3 separate regions of the Danio rerio genome follow, and all the other regions are linked to region 2. Evidence: chromatin contacts called from public HiChIP or PLAC-seq data. All regions are on one chromosome and are shown on one strand. The core of a region is the stretch at or near the end of the contact, and the rest is flanking DNA. Distances in the headings are between cores, read along the strand shown.

Evidence for each region. HiChIP or PLAC-seq counts read pairs in DNA pulled down with a chosen protein or histone mark.
Region 1: a contact with region 2 is called in an H3K4me3 HiChIP or PLAC-seq map of gastrula embryo, with 4 times the contacts expected there. The contact joins two enhancer-like sites. A contact is called at or near these places in 1 of 18 Hi-C or Micro-C datasets (caudal fin) and 3 of 4 datasets of contacts at active chromatin or transcription factors (caudal fin, embryo and gastrula embryo).
Region 3: an H3K4me3 HiChIP or PLAC-seq map of gastrula embryo shows a contact between it and region 2, with 7 times the contacts expected there. The contact joins two enhancer-like sites. A contact is called at or near these places in 2 of 4 datasets of contacts at active chromatin or transcription factors (embryo and gastrula embryo).

The regions. Positions count from the first base shown.
Region 1 is chr14:42,317,254-42,321,493 of GRCz12tu, reverse strand. All of the region lies in intron 5 of pcdh1b (protocadherin 1b), which reads right to left. Among named protein-coding and RNA genes, the nearest start is that of pcdh1b, 150 kb to the right of the region's middle. Within about 2 kb of position 1,278, at least 7 of the 62 cell types and tissues checked have an H3K27ac peak or open chromatin away from gene starts, as enhancers often do.
Region 2 is chr14:42,183,803-42,188,201 of GRCz12tu, reverse strand. The region is part of intron 3 of pcdh1b (protocadherin 1b); the gene reads right to left. Among named protein-coding and RNA genes, the nearest start is that of pcdh1b, 12 kb to the right of the region's middle. Within about 2 kb of position 2,376, at least 5 of the 62 cell types and tissues checked have an H3K27ac peak or open chromatin away from gene starts, as enhancers often do.
Region 3 is chr14:42,390,416-42,394,850 of GRCz12tu, reverse strand. All of the region lies in intron 6 of pcdh1b (protocadherin 1b), which reads right to left. Among named protein-coding and RNA genes, the nearest start is that of pcdh1b, 220 kb to the right of the region's middle. Within about 2 kb of position 2,105, at least 8 of the 62 cell types and tissues checked have an H3K27ac peak or open chromatin away from gene starts, as enhancers often do.

The DNA.
Region 1 (4,240 bases), core at 29-2,528, 130 kb before region 2:
AGGGTTGGAGAATCTTATAAGATCAAGGCATGCCAAACATACTTTATCATTAATCATCAGCTAAGTGTGAACTCTTGAAATTCATGTTCTAACCTTGATTTTGAAGTATGTAATTAAACATACCACAAACCTAGTATTTTCAGAACATACCTACTTTATAATCACAGCACCTTAACTTGTTTCCACCAATTAGTTTGTCCACAAGTTTGACATTGATGATTATGTTGTAAAAAAAGATGCATATCGATTTGATGTCAAACTTTGACATCAATTTGATGTAGACATTTAATGCCTTTGTTACCACCAAAATAAATACATAAAAATAATAAAAATTTAACAAATGTTTTATTTACCTGAAAGTTTTGATCCCAAATTCCACATTTAAACTGGATTTCGTATCCCTACAATGCATGTAAACTACAAAACGACATTAAATTCACATCTAACAATGGTATCCAAAAATACATCAAAACAATACAGAACTGCCCTGTATTTTTTTTTTTTTGGAAGCCAATGTTATATTAGCCAATTTAATGTTGTTTTGACATTAACTTAGTCAATTGACTACAAAACGATTTACGTTTTTGATGTCATTTTGACATTACAGTGGATGCACACTGTACTTTATAGTTCTGAAATGCACGTTTACTGTTTTTCTGTCATTATAATTTAATTATTTTGACCACAAGGTGGCAGCACTGTCATATGCTTTAGTCGTTTTGAAATAGCAAAATAAATATTGAAGAAAACAAGCTACCGCATATGTGAAAAAGAGCTTTTCTACTGCTAATGTGTCCAACGTCTGTGGCAATCAAGTACTCCAAAAAGCTATGCAATCTGTGGATGTACACAAACAAAAACAAACTATACATTGTCCGTCAAAGGACAAGGCTCTAACCAACTTCAACATCCACACAGAAAACTATAAAACTTATTTAAACTCCAACAACAGCCGTATCTTATCTCAGTCATCAAAACAACGCGAAGAGACAGAATGCGTAATATCTCCCTCTGTTGGTCAGCTCATTTATTTTCCCTCCACAAATGCAAAATCTTGCAGTCTGTTTGTGAAACTCGGCAGACCAGAGCTGGGAATATCTGATCTTAAAGACCCAGTTACTTTGCATTCATATCTGATGTGGGCTTCGGTGGAGACTCAAAGTCTCCCTCTCTCCCTCTTGCTGTCTCTTACTGTGCACTTGCATGCAGAATGATGAATCTGTACACATGGTGCTGGTGTCAGAGAGAGTGGGGAACAGATGGTGCTCTACGCTCAGAGGAGAGGTTACGGACGCCAATAGGCAGGCGAATGCAGCCCAACACAATTACAGGCATCCACTCGCTTCCTCCAGCTGAAATATGAATATGGCACTGTTCTTCTGGATAGGCAAATGAGAATGACTGTGAGGTCATGGCGAGTTACTGCTGACATCTTGATTTTTTTTTTTTATGCTTACAAAACACACGGCAGGCATCACCTTCCATAATGACTGTTTATGTGTTAAGTAGACAGAATGCAAACTATGTTGTTTTGCATTTCAAAATGGCCACAAGGAGATGCAAAGAAGCGATAGATATAGTAAGCTCAAAGAGTTCTTCAGAAATTAAAAGTGGTAAATAGTAAAATGAGTCTATAGCCTCAGGTGTGTTTATACTAAAATACTGAAAACACGAGTTAAAAAAAATAAAGTTTTCCTAACAGTCAAAAAGACTGTTGCATAATATTCAATGGCTCATTTTTGGAATACTGTACTCGTCATAACATGTCTAGTGGAGCCAAGGGTTTTTGTGACGAGAGTGAGGGCGACATTGGCAGGAACTCAGAGAGACATGCTACTGTTAAAAGAAACCAAAGCCAAAAAGTCATAGGCTGGTTTTCCATGCCCATTTTTTAAAGCTAATTTTGAAATATTGCTTTAAAAATGCTGCACTGAAACAAGATTAAATATAAATAATGATAAAAATGGCATTGACTCCCTTATGACATGTCTAATCAAGGTTAAGACCTGGCTGTCGTCAAATTTTTCAAATTTCAATGAGGAGAAAACTGAGCTGGTCTGGTTTGGGGATCCTACCCCTCTAAAATTATGAGGTTTTGTTGAGCTATCATAAACCTGTTGTTAGAAACCTAGGGTTTCAGTCCGATAGTGATCTGAAATTTAACAAACAATAAAATCAGGAGTTAAATCCAGTTTTTTCCATTTACGACTTGTGGCAAAAGTAAAGTCATTTCTCATTTTTTAAATGACCTTGAGAAGGTGATCCATGCTTCTGTTTTGGAAAGGCCTGACTATTGCAACTATTTGCATGTGGGTTTTAGTCAAAATGCCCTGAATAGATTGCGATTAGTCCAAAATGTGGCTGCAAGACTTCTGACAGGGACTCGCAAGTATGAGCACATATCCCCAGTTCTTTCCTCTCTGGGCCAGCTGCCTGTAAGGTCACGGATTGATTTTAATTGATTATTGATTATTAGGTCACTACCACTACCACTGGTTGTGTGTGAAAATCCCAGTAGATCAGCAGTTTCTGAAATACTCGGACCAGCCAGTCTGGCACTAACAACCATGTTCAAAGTCACTTAAATCACCTTCCTTCCTCATTCTGATGCTCGGTTTAAACTGCAGCAGATTGTCTAACCATGCCTACATGCCTAAATGCATTGAGTTACTGCCATGTAATTGGCCGATTAGAAGTTTGCTTTAACGAGCAGTTGAACAGGTGTACCAGTGAGTGTATGAGTATATATAGCACAAGCACAAACACAGCTATCTTGGTCCCCATAACATCATGAATACAAGGTACATGCACACACACACACACACACACACACACACACACACACACACGACATGAACGCATAAACAAATAAATGTTAGAATGAATGAATTGAATGAATGAATGCATAACTTTTAAAATGTAATGCAGTTAATGCCAAACATACAGTGATAGCTTCTAAATAAAGCAATGGGATGGGAACCCGTCTGTGTGATGACACATGCAATGATCCCAAAAAGAATTTAGAGCAAAAAAAGCAAAACATAACCCCAAAAGAATGCGGCATACGTGAGATTCTGTTTGGAATGCGTGAACTCTGATGTTGGACAGCCACAGGGTACAAAAAGTCTAGTGAAAACACAACCTTCAGCATGCAACACAGCTTCCTAAGATACTGAAACCAGGAGACACTAGAGAATTCGACAGAAAACAGGAGACAACAAACAAACAGTATGAAAGCTGCTTATCATCTCTATATAGTGTTTGTTCACCAGGGCCACCGCTGCAACTCCACATGAACACACTCGCACTCGCTAATGCACAAAAATAAACAGTCTCATGAAAAAAACACACACAGTTCAAAAGCATTCATCAGCAGTGGCACCAAACTAAAACCTTATCTCAGCCTGTAAACCCAGTGGCCCGCACGCTCACACACACACAAACACACACACACACACATACTGTACAACTAGATATCTGTCATTCCTCTGCAGCCATCTTTGACCGCTATCTCAGATCAACATTTAGATACAGTTTCAGTGGCATAATGCTTTCAACTGAACATCATGTCAACACATATAAAACTATCAAAACAATATGATTTGAGATTTTGAGCATAATTGATTTTTCCACTCAAGAAGAAATCTTTAGGCATCCATGGACGCGTAACCTGCAAAACCTCATGTACGTTTCACTTATCAGTGGAAGATTATGCAATCTGTGCACATTATGACAAACCGCCGAGAAATGAAGTTTGAGTTTGTTTGCCGCACTTTCTCTTTCTCTCTCTGATGTCACCTTTGTGGCTAGCGAGCAAAGGTAAAAGCAGATCTGTGAGGCGGCAACGAAATAAGAAATAAAAGGGAGAGAAAAAGAGAGAGAGAGAGGCAGAGAGAAAGAGCGAGGGACTTCTTTGTGTTCTTAGACAAGCATCTGATTTGAACCCACAGTTCAAGACCTCTTCCCAGAATACAAAGCGCTCTTTTATGCACCTCAGACAAAGCGGCGGTCTCTTCCATGTGCACACAAAGCCTCCTCCACTCACTTTGTACACCTTTTGTTTGTTTTAAGTGCCATATTTTCCAATGCTAGCACGTTGGTATGATATAGTGATGTTCGCTGTGCCCACGTCTGCTTTCAATGAGGTCCTGCATTGTTTTACTCAAAGGAATTACACATTGAAGCGACTTGCTAGTCATGTAAGGTGACATGGTTAGGACTGTCTGTGTGTGTGTGTGTG
Region 2 (4,399 bases), core at 1,127-3,626:
CGTTTAAGGTCATGTTACTTTGATGTTTACCGCTGTGGTAATTGCAGACCCCTCTAACATATGTGGAATGTTATCCCACCATGCTCCCCATGGCTAATGAGGCACGGCTCTAGATTACTGTCCAGAGGAGACAGACACCTCGACTCGACCCAGTGGTGAACCAATGGGGGGTGTGTGAGTGTTGCCACTAGTTACATTCTGCCTGTGAATCCCAAACATTAAAGATCAAGAAATTTAAATATAACCTTACATATTATTAGGGGAAAAATACTGATAAAATAAATAGACAGACAACTGACAGTAAGCAAAATGAAGTAGCCATTTGGTGACTAATAGGAAGTGGGATCTTCTACACTCTCATCAGTATTGATTGGTGGTAGTAGTTTAGTGCATGTACCATTCAATATTCTTCCATTAGCAAACGCATGACATAGTGCGCCTCTCACAAACACATTACAAAATAAATAAATAAATAAATGTGGTTAGAGGGAAAAAAAAGGCTAACTTTATTGTTACAAATGTGTAATCTCACACACTCACCTATACATGGAAAAACTGTTTTAATTTAGACAAATTAGACACCAGCGAATATGAATCCAGTCACACAACTGCAGCCACAAGGCACTGATGCTGTAGGGAGAACAATGCACTAATGAGGCTGAAATGAAGGGTGGGATGTGTGACCCTGATCACACGTGTGATGAGAACTTGACTCGTTTCTTACTAATTTCGCAGTCTAATTCTGAATCTGTCGAGACAGATGACTATGGCACACTTTTCATGCGGCTAATTAAACAGTGCAGAATGCAAAAGGGGTTGGAGAGGTGAAAAATGCCTCAACTCTAAAGCAGCGCACCCCTCATTGGGATCTCGAACAACCATCTCATAGAGAAGGCATTTCACAGAGATGCGTCGGCTCTCAGATGAAGGTGTGTGTTGAATTTTGTACCATGTGTTGATAAAAAAGGTCAAAGTGAAAAAGCTAAATGGAAACCTCAAATGAATGGGGTAAAGGATTAACCGGGTTAGCTAACAAGCTATTTGTTTAGACAAAAAAAACAAACAAAAAAAAAGATCAAGATATGAACCAATCCGAAACATCCCATCTTTATCATGCGTTAGAAAAGTCAACAAGTCTCAAGAACATTCTCGCAACATGAAAAGCGTGTGAATCTGTTTGTTGCGATGAAGGGTTTAAGAAGCTCCCACGACATTCACTCTCTCAAGGGCCCAGCGTAAAGAGTTTGTGTTAAAGGGTCACTGTACACTGGGAACCCAAATGTGGGCTGTGGACATCCTTTCCCACACTCTTCTGTGAATGTGCGTGTGCGCCCATACGTATGCACCGTATGTCAGTGGGTGTGTAAAACTTACACACAAGAACTAAAAACAACCACAGCAAAGGAATGTCAGTATGTGTTTGCGAGCAGATACTCGGGCAAATGGAAAATCTCAGGCAAAAAAAAAAACATGAAGGTCACAAGAGCAAGAAACACAACCAAATGTGTTTGAGTATATGAAAAATAAGGGGGGCAAAAGCTTGAGCTTGTGGTGAAGAACTCTCCTTTGAAATGGAAATGTGTAAGTGCATATGAGTGGCGTGCCTTAACGACAGCAACATTTACAAGACACAGGAGGCCTTAACAGAGTCAAATCAAGCACTGCTACCAAGCAGACAGATTTCCTTTCAGTTGTAGAGAGTTAGCACTTAGCCTTCACACAGGTACACAATAAGCCCAGCCATTACAATGACAATGGGCCGTCGGTGGGGCTTTTCTTCACCTCCGAGCTTTGATCGTCATCATTACATGGTCAGAAAGGCGGTTTATGACAGGCCCTAAATCAACACACACCGTCCACCTCTCTAATAATGTCTTCAAATACAGCATGGTCGAGCCACAGCTAAGATCTCCTCACAGGGAGACAGGCGTCGCCAGAGTGCTGTATTTATGACTACTGTCATAATCCTGAGAGAATTTATGCTCAGCTCTCGGGCTGTGTAGCCTAATTCATCTCGTACTGCTGTGTATAAGCTGGATGTCATTAATACAATCAATAGCTGTGAGCGAAGGGGAAGGTTTGAATCGCCTTTCCCCCTGTGGAATCTCCCCATCGGTTCTAGCGAATTATTCACAGTACATTTGGCCAGAACTTTCGCGCCAGCCTTTGGGGGAATATGGTTCCCCTCTCATTTCCTGTCCGCAAAAAACACATTATGTTCATTTCACACCTGATCTCTTGTAACAGCACCTCCTACATCTCTCTGTCTTTCTCTTTCATGAGCACACCATCTTTTTGTACCCCCCCATGCCCTCTCAGAGATGCGCTCATATATATACTGTCGAGAAGGCCATTGTGTTGTTGCGCAGGGGGAGGTTAACAGATTTAACGGGCTAATTACTATTCTAAAGCCTCCCCCGCTGACATGCTTTAAAATTGCTGTATGATTTTCTCTCTCCCTCACTTTTACCGTCTCGCTCTCCTTCTTTCTCCTTTAGAGACTTGTAACGAGGAATTCATCATTGTACCAATGCTCACCATTTCTCTGCCAGCAAAAAAAAACCCATGGGAATATGAGGATGGCATAACTCTGCCAAGACACCCCCCCCAGGTGGCATCCAGCTCAGCGTGAAACTACAAGGTGATTCTAGGGAAAATAAAGCCATTAAAGCATTTACGTAACCGTCATGGCAGGAGTCAGATTCCTGGACGAGGCACAGTGGTGCCACTGCGTCATGGTAACACATCGAGTCAATGATTGTTCTAACCCCTCCCCATCACGGTTTCAATGTGATAATTAAAGAATTAAATTAAAGCACTGACATTTATGAGGGTTCAGGAGTCAGCTCTTGTCTGAAGCTAGGAGAATGATTGACTCAGAAGCAACTGTGAGAACAGCATCTGTCCAAGGTTAATGGTTAACTCATCCGGCTCAACTGACATTTTAGTACGCACCTGAAGTTTCTTTGAAAAAAATACATCAGAAGAATTATTTGCTTGGTACTACACAAGATGAGTCCATAGTCTCACTGAGTAATGTTGCCAATTAATCAGCAAGGAAATAAAAAGAGTGTGTACTGACCTCGTGAAAATAAAACATTCTTATTCACTCTGAGTCAACTATCTGAGACCAGATAAATGAGCTAAAATAAAATACAATCACAGGCGACGAACGCTAACCAGCCTCATCTGAAATATTCAAGACTGACCAGCACTCACAGCTACTGACTTGAGCTCACATGAGCTTTTGTCCTCGGCTGCAGCCATCCAAGCTCTATGGGCCACCAGCTCCACAACGCTCAGTGACCCGTTCAGGATGGGTGGTCCAAGTCCCCCACCCCTCCCCAGCCAAGTGCGAGGCACAGAGGATTACTTTAATTATTTCATTCAGCCATTGTGGGGCCAGATTAGTCTGCGCCCGCTTTCAGACGAGATGAACTGCTGCCCCGCTGCTGTCTACCAGGCTGTTACACAGAGAGAGCTGGCCAGTCACAAGGCTGGCACACAAACTCTCACACGCCATTACACACGGCTAAACACACACACATACACACTGATAGAAAAAAAAAGAGAGGACTGCTGTTAATATCATGGGTTAAAAAGACAACATTGAAATGGATCAAGGGAAATAGCCACTGTTAAAGTGGCAGGATAATGAAAGGCAGTAAATCTCAATACTAGGTGATTATTTTTACTGGGTACGCTTGTTATATGTTTTGACAAAGACACATACATGAAGAATATAATAAGATAATTCAATTTTCTATTGAACAACATGAAACAATCGCTAAATTTTAGGTCTCACCATCGCAAGGGGCACATTATTGGCTTCTTAACTACAACAGTGTGAAGCTGTCAATTTTACATATCATTTCTAATAAGACCAATTATAGCATTTACAACAGGGCACTTGGAAGTGACATATATAGTTAAAAGTTAATTTAAGCACAAAGAAAACACAAGTGTGTGGAAACTTTGTGCTCATGTAAAGAGTCTAGTTTTCTATTATTTCAATGGGCTCTTAAACTCAATGTGTCTGTGTTTACGCCCCTTAGATTTACAAAGCGTGAAAGCCCGAAACGTGATAATTATTCACTGTCTCAACGTAGAATATTTACAGAAGGCTAAGTTGAAGTTGACTGAGCACACACGTCAAAAAATAAACTAAGTTTAGCAAAACAGAAATGTTGTCAGGTAGCATATGGTATAATAGAACGATACTATAGCCAAACAAAACAATACTATTTCGGATTTGTCAGCGTACCGTCCGAAGCCTCAGCGGTGTGCTGTTGCTATGGTTTCCTCTTCAGACAAGCGCGATTTCCGTTTGTGAACGACTGTTTACCAAGTTAAAACACGAGCCCTGACCAACTTACAACTTTTGTGCTAAGTAAAATTA
Region 3 (4,435 bases), core at 856-3,355, 210 kb before region 2:
TTACATATTTTTGCGGGAAAGCTCCTCATCCACCACCAGTGTGCAGCATCTACCTGGGTGATGCAACAGCAGCCATATTGCACCAGATCACACACCACACACCAGCTGATTGGTGGAGAGGAGACAGTGATGATGAAGCCAATTATGATATGGGGATGGTTAGGAGGCCATGATGGACAGAGGTCAGTTGGCAAATTTGACCAGGGTGCCAGGGGTTAAACCCTCACACTTATTCGAATAATTATTTTTTCAATATTAGATGGGTTAAAAAAAACCTTAATTTACATCACTGATGAAAAATAAATAAATAAAACGTGCTATTGTAATGTCAACAAAAAGTGTCATGAAAAAAGTCAAAGATGTCAACAAAAAGTGTCACACAGGGAATTCTGGGAAGGTCAATTAATGGTTATTTACTGTATTTATTATAGTAAATTCTTGTAAATTGTGTTAAATATTTTTACTGTAGCATTTTTGCCGTTTTTTTTATTTATTTTTTTTTAACTAACACTGCCTAGCTTTAATGCACTACCAGACTTGGGTCACAGGGTGATATGATGTAAACTATTAGAGATTAATTTATGAATTTGTAAAAACTAATCGTTACATTTGCATAAATCTTTTTAGTTTCCAAGGAATGTTAGGCTTTTAGTTTTTTTTTTCCATATTCATATTCATATAAAGGTATTCATAAATGACAAAAAAAAAAAAAAAAAAGTTTAAAACTCAACCCAGGCTTATTCTGATTACGAACCCCTATTTACATCTCTGGAGAGCCCCAAATATGTCCCAGGAGCTTCTTTTCCCAGGATGTTCATTTGCAGTTTTTGTTTTTGTAAATCCACCAGAGGTTGCTGGGTGTGCTTTTTCAGATCTCAAACTTCTCTCAGAGTGCCATTCGCATCTGCTGTTATCACGTAAATCCACCATAGGCTGCTGTCAACAGGCTCTCTGGATGACTGACTGACCGATCCACTCAACCCCCGTCCTAAACCTAACTAATAGTGTTATAAAAAGCACCATTTGACCCATCCACCCACTTCCCTAAACTCAACCCCAGAGTTTTCAAAAGCATTCCAGAAAAAAAAGCCCTTGTTTGATTTCTACCACGTTTTCAGAGTTTTACCACATTCTCATCCTTTTATTTACTTGTTTATTTTTTTTTTTTTGTTTTTGTCTTACCTGCTTTCTGGAACCGTTTTTCACCGGACTCAAACCCTGTTGTTGCAGTCAACTCTGCTCTGTGTCTCAAGTCTGCCAACATACGTGTCAAGCTATAGGACAAAGTGGTAAAGGAAGAAGGCTGCCCATATATATATATATATATATATATATATATATATATATATATATATATATATATATATATATATATATATATATATATATATATATATATATATATATATATATATATATATTTGGCTACAGTTTTCTTGAGCATATATTGTTAAAACAAGTATAAAAACATTATATATGTCAACCTTATGAACCTTTGCAGCTCAACTAAGCTCAGACTGTGTGGAGCAATTTATTGGGTTTAAAATAAAAGTCATGAATGGATCATAAAACATTATGAACCATTCACTAATGTGATCATGTCTCCAAATGCACCTCATGCTTCGATACACCTTTTCTTATTCATACATATGATTACTTATTTCATTGAATAGGGTTAGAATGTTTCAATCGGTCCCAATCTGTTGCCTTCATAATCCTAATCTTTCGTTCAATAATCAGTGGTCCTTCTGGTAGATACAGGGGTGGCTATGCTCTGCCTTTGATGGGATTATGTAGCGCTCACAGCAGGATCCAGATACACAGGAGCAGGCAAACAAAAGATGAGCCCAGTAAGTCCTCTTATCCGCTCATTCTCTAAGTGGATTTGATGGACGGCCACCACACCGTTGTACCTTTGTCACCATATGCTTCCCTTCAATAAAAAGAGAACGACAGCGGCTTGCTGCAGGTGCGATCGACCCTCTAAACATTGTTCCGTATCTGTGACTTCATCCAACTTGACTGACTGGTTTAGCGAGAGACTTCTTTAAAGTCACTAGTAAGAGCTCTTAAGTGTTGCCAATAGCTGAGGGCAAATACCAGATCTTTAATCTGTTTGTTTATACTGAAGCCCGTAAATTTCTTACCTAAATCCACAAAGGTGTGCTCAGACGTACACCCTTACTGCAAACACCAAACCCGTCCTGACTTAAGTTGAACAAAGACATTTGAATGTACAGTACAAATCTTAGCATTGACGTTAAAGATTATTAATCAATGGGTGACAAGTTTTGCTTGGGATCTTGCACCTGTCTTGTGCAAAAACAATTCCTGCTTTTAGCCAATATACTTGGTAACAAGTGAAATTATTCATTATTCCAGTACTTTAAAACAGCTATGTAATATCAGTGATTGACAGATAAACACAAATTAGGCTCTTGAGTAAAAGTGGAGATACCCACATAAGATATTACTCCAGTAGAAGTATAAAGTACTTGATGTTTAATGCACTTATGTAATAAAAGTAAACGTACTTACTGATTAATGCTTATTTTGCAAGAAAGCTGATGTCACACTCTAATAACCACAATGATAATTCATGGTAATTCAAGAGGAAACATGCAAAACCTCATTAACTCGCTGAACCCTATTCAGATCAGTTTGTAAAATCTGTGAATCATTTACAGGAGACTAACACTGAAAAGATCATTTGAATCGGTGAGTTATTTTCTTGAGACTAGCTCTTAATGAATCATTTAAATCAGTGATTTGTTTACTGGAGACTAACACTGAATTGATCATTTGAATCTGTTAGTTGTTTACTTGATACTAACTCTATATATATCACTTGAATCAGTGAGTTGTTTACTGGAGACTAGCTCTGAATGGATCATTTGAATCAGTGAGGTGTTTACTGAAGACTAACACTGAATGGATCATTTGAATCAGTGAGTTGTTTAATATAGACTAATGTACCAATTGAATCAGTGAGTTGTTTACTGGAGACTATCTCTGACAAGTTTATTTGAATCTCTTAGTTATTTTCGAGAGACTATCTCAGAATGGATCATTTGAATCAGTGAGTTTTTTTTTTTTTTTTTTTTACTGGAGACTAACACCACATCCATCATTTGAATCATTTAGTTGTTTTCTAGAAACTAACTCCAAATCGATCATTTGAATCAGTGAGTTGGTTACTAGACTAAGTCTAGATGGATCATTTAAATTGGTGAGTTGTTTTCTAGAGACAAGCTTTGAATGGATCATTTGAATCAGTGAGTTGTCTACAAGAGACTAGCTTTGAATAAATCATTTGAATGAATGAGTTCTTAATTGGAGACCAACTCTCAGTGGATCCTTTGGATCCTTTGAAGTTTTTTTTTTTCTAGAAACTAACTCTGAATGGATTATTTGAATTGGTGAGCTGTTTATTTTAGAAATATCTCTGAATGGATCATTTGAATGAATTAGTTATTTTCTAGAAACTAATTCTGAATGGATCATTTGAATCAGTATGTTGTTTACTGAAGACTAACACTGAATAGATCACTTGAATCAGTGAGTTGTCAACTAGAGACTAGCTCTGAATGGGTCATTTGAATCAGTGAGTTGTTTACTAGATACTAACATTGTATAAATCATTTGAATCAGTAAGTTGTCCACTTGAGACTGCTGTAGCTCTGAATGGATCAATTGAATCAGTGAGTTGTTTACTAGATACTAACACTGAATACTGAGTTTTTTTCTTTCTTTTTTTTTTACTGGAGACTAACTCTGAATAAATCATTTGAATAAACTAACTTTGAATGGATCATTTGAATTAGTGAGTTGGTAACTTATTCACTAATGCCAGTCCACAATTGATTTGTTCAGAGAAATTTGTGAACCGATTTCAGTGTTAACTAACACAAATTTCAACATAATTGTTCACAAATGAAATACCACTATCTCGTCTTTAAGCGGGTGGCAATTTTTCTCCCTTAAAATAACATTTTGTTTATCTTCATTTTGGAGATATTTACATTTGCAAGAAAGTTGATGTTTATAAATGTACATTTAATATAAAAGGCAACTTCTTGGATAACATAATGCACTGCATACAGTAAATGTATTGCCAAGCATGAGCAGTGCAGAACTGGACAATCCCAGGTATAGTAGCACTGTAAACACTGGTACAACCGTGCAAACAGTCATAACGAATGGTAAGCATTAGACTTTACAATGTTTGACTATGCGCCAATGCTAAGCGTAAAGATGCCTTTAGGATGAACCGGATCTTCACCTTTCAAATTGACATGACAACTCAAGCATAGCATTTGTCTAATGCTATGTGTGTGTGTGTGTCTGTATGTGTGTGTGTGTGTTCACATTAGCAACCTAAAATATTTAACCATTAATAAATATTTCACATTTCCTAGAATAAGACCACTCAACA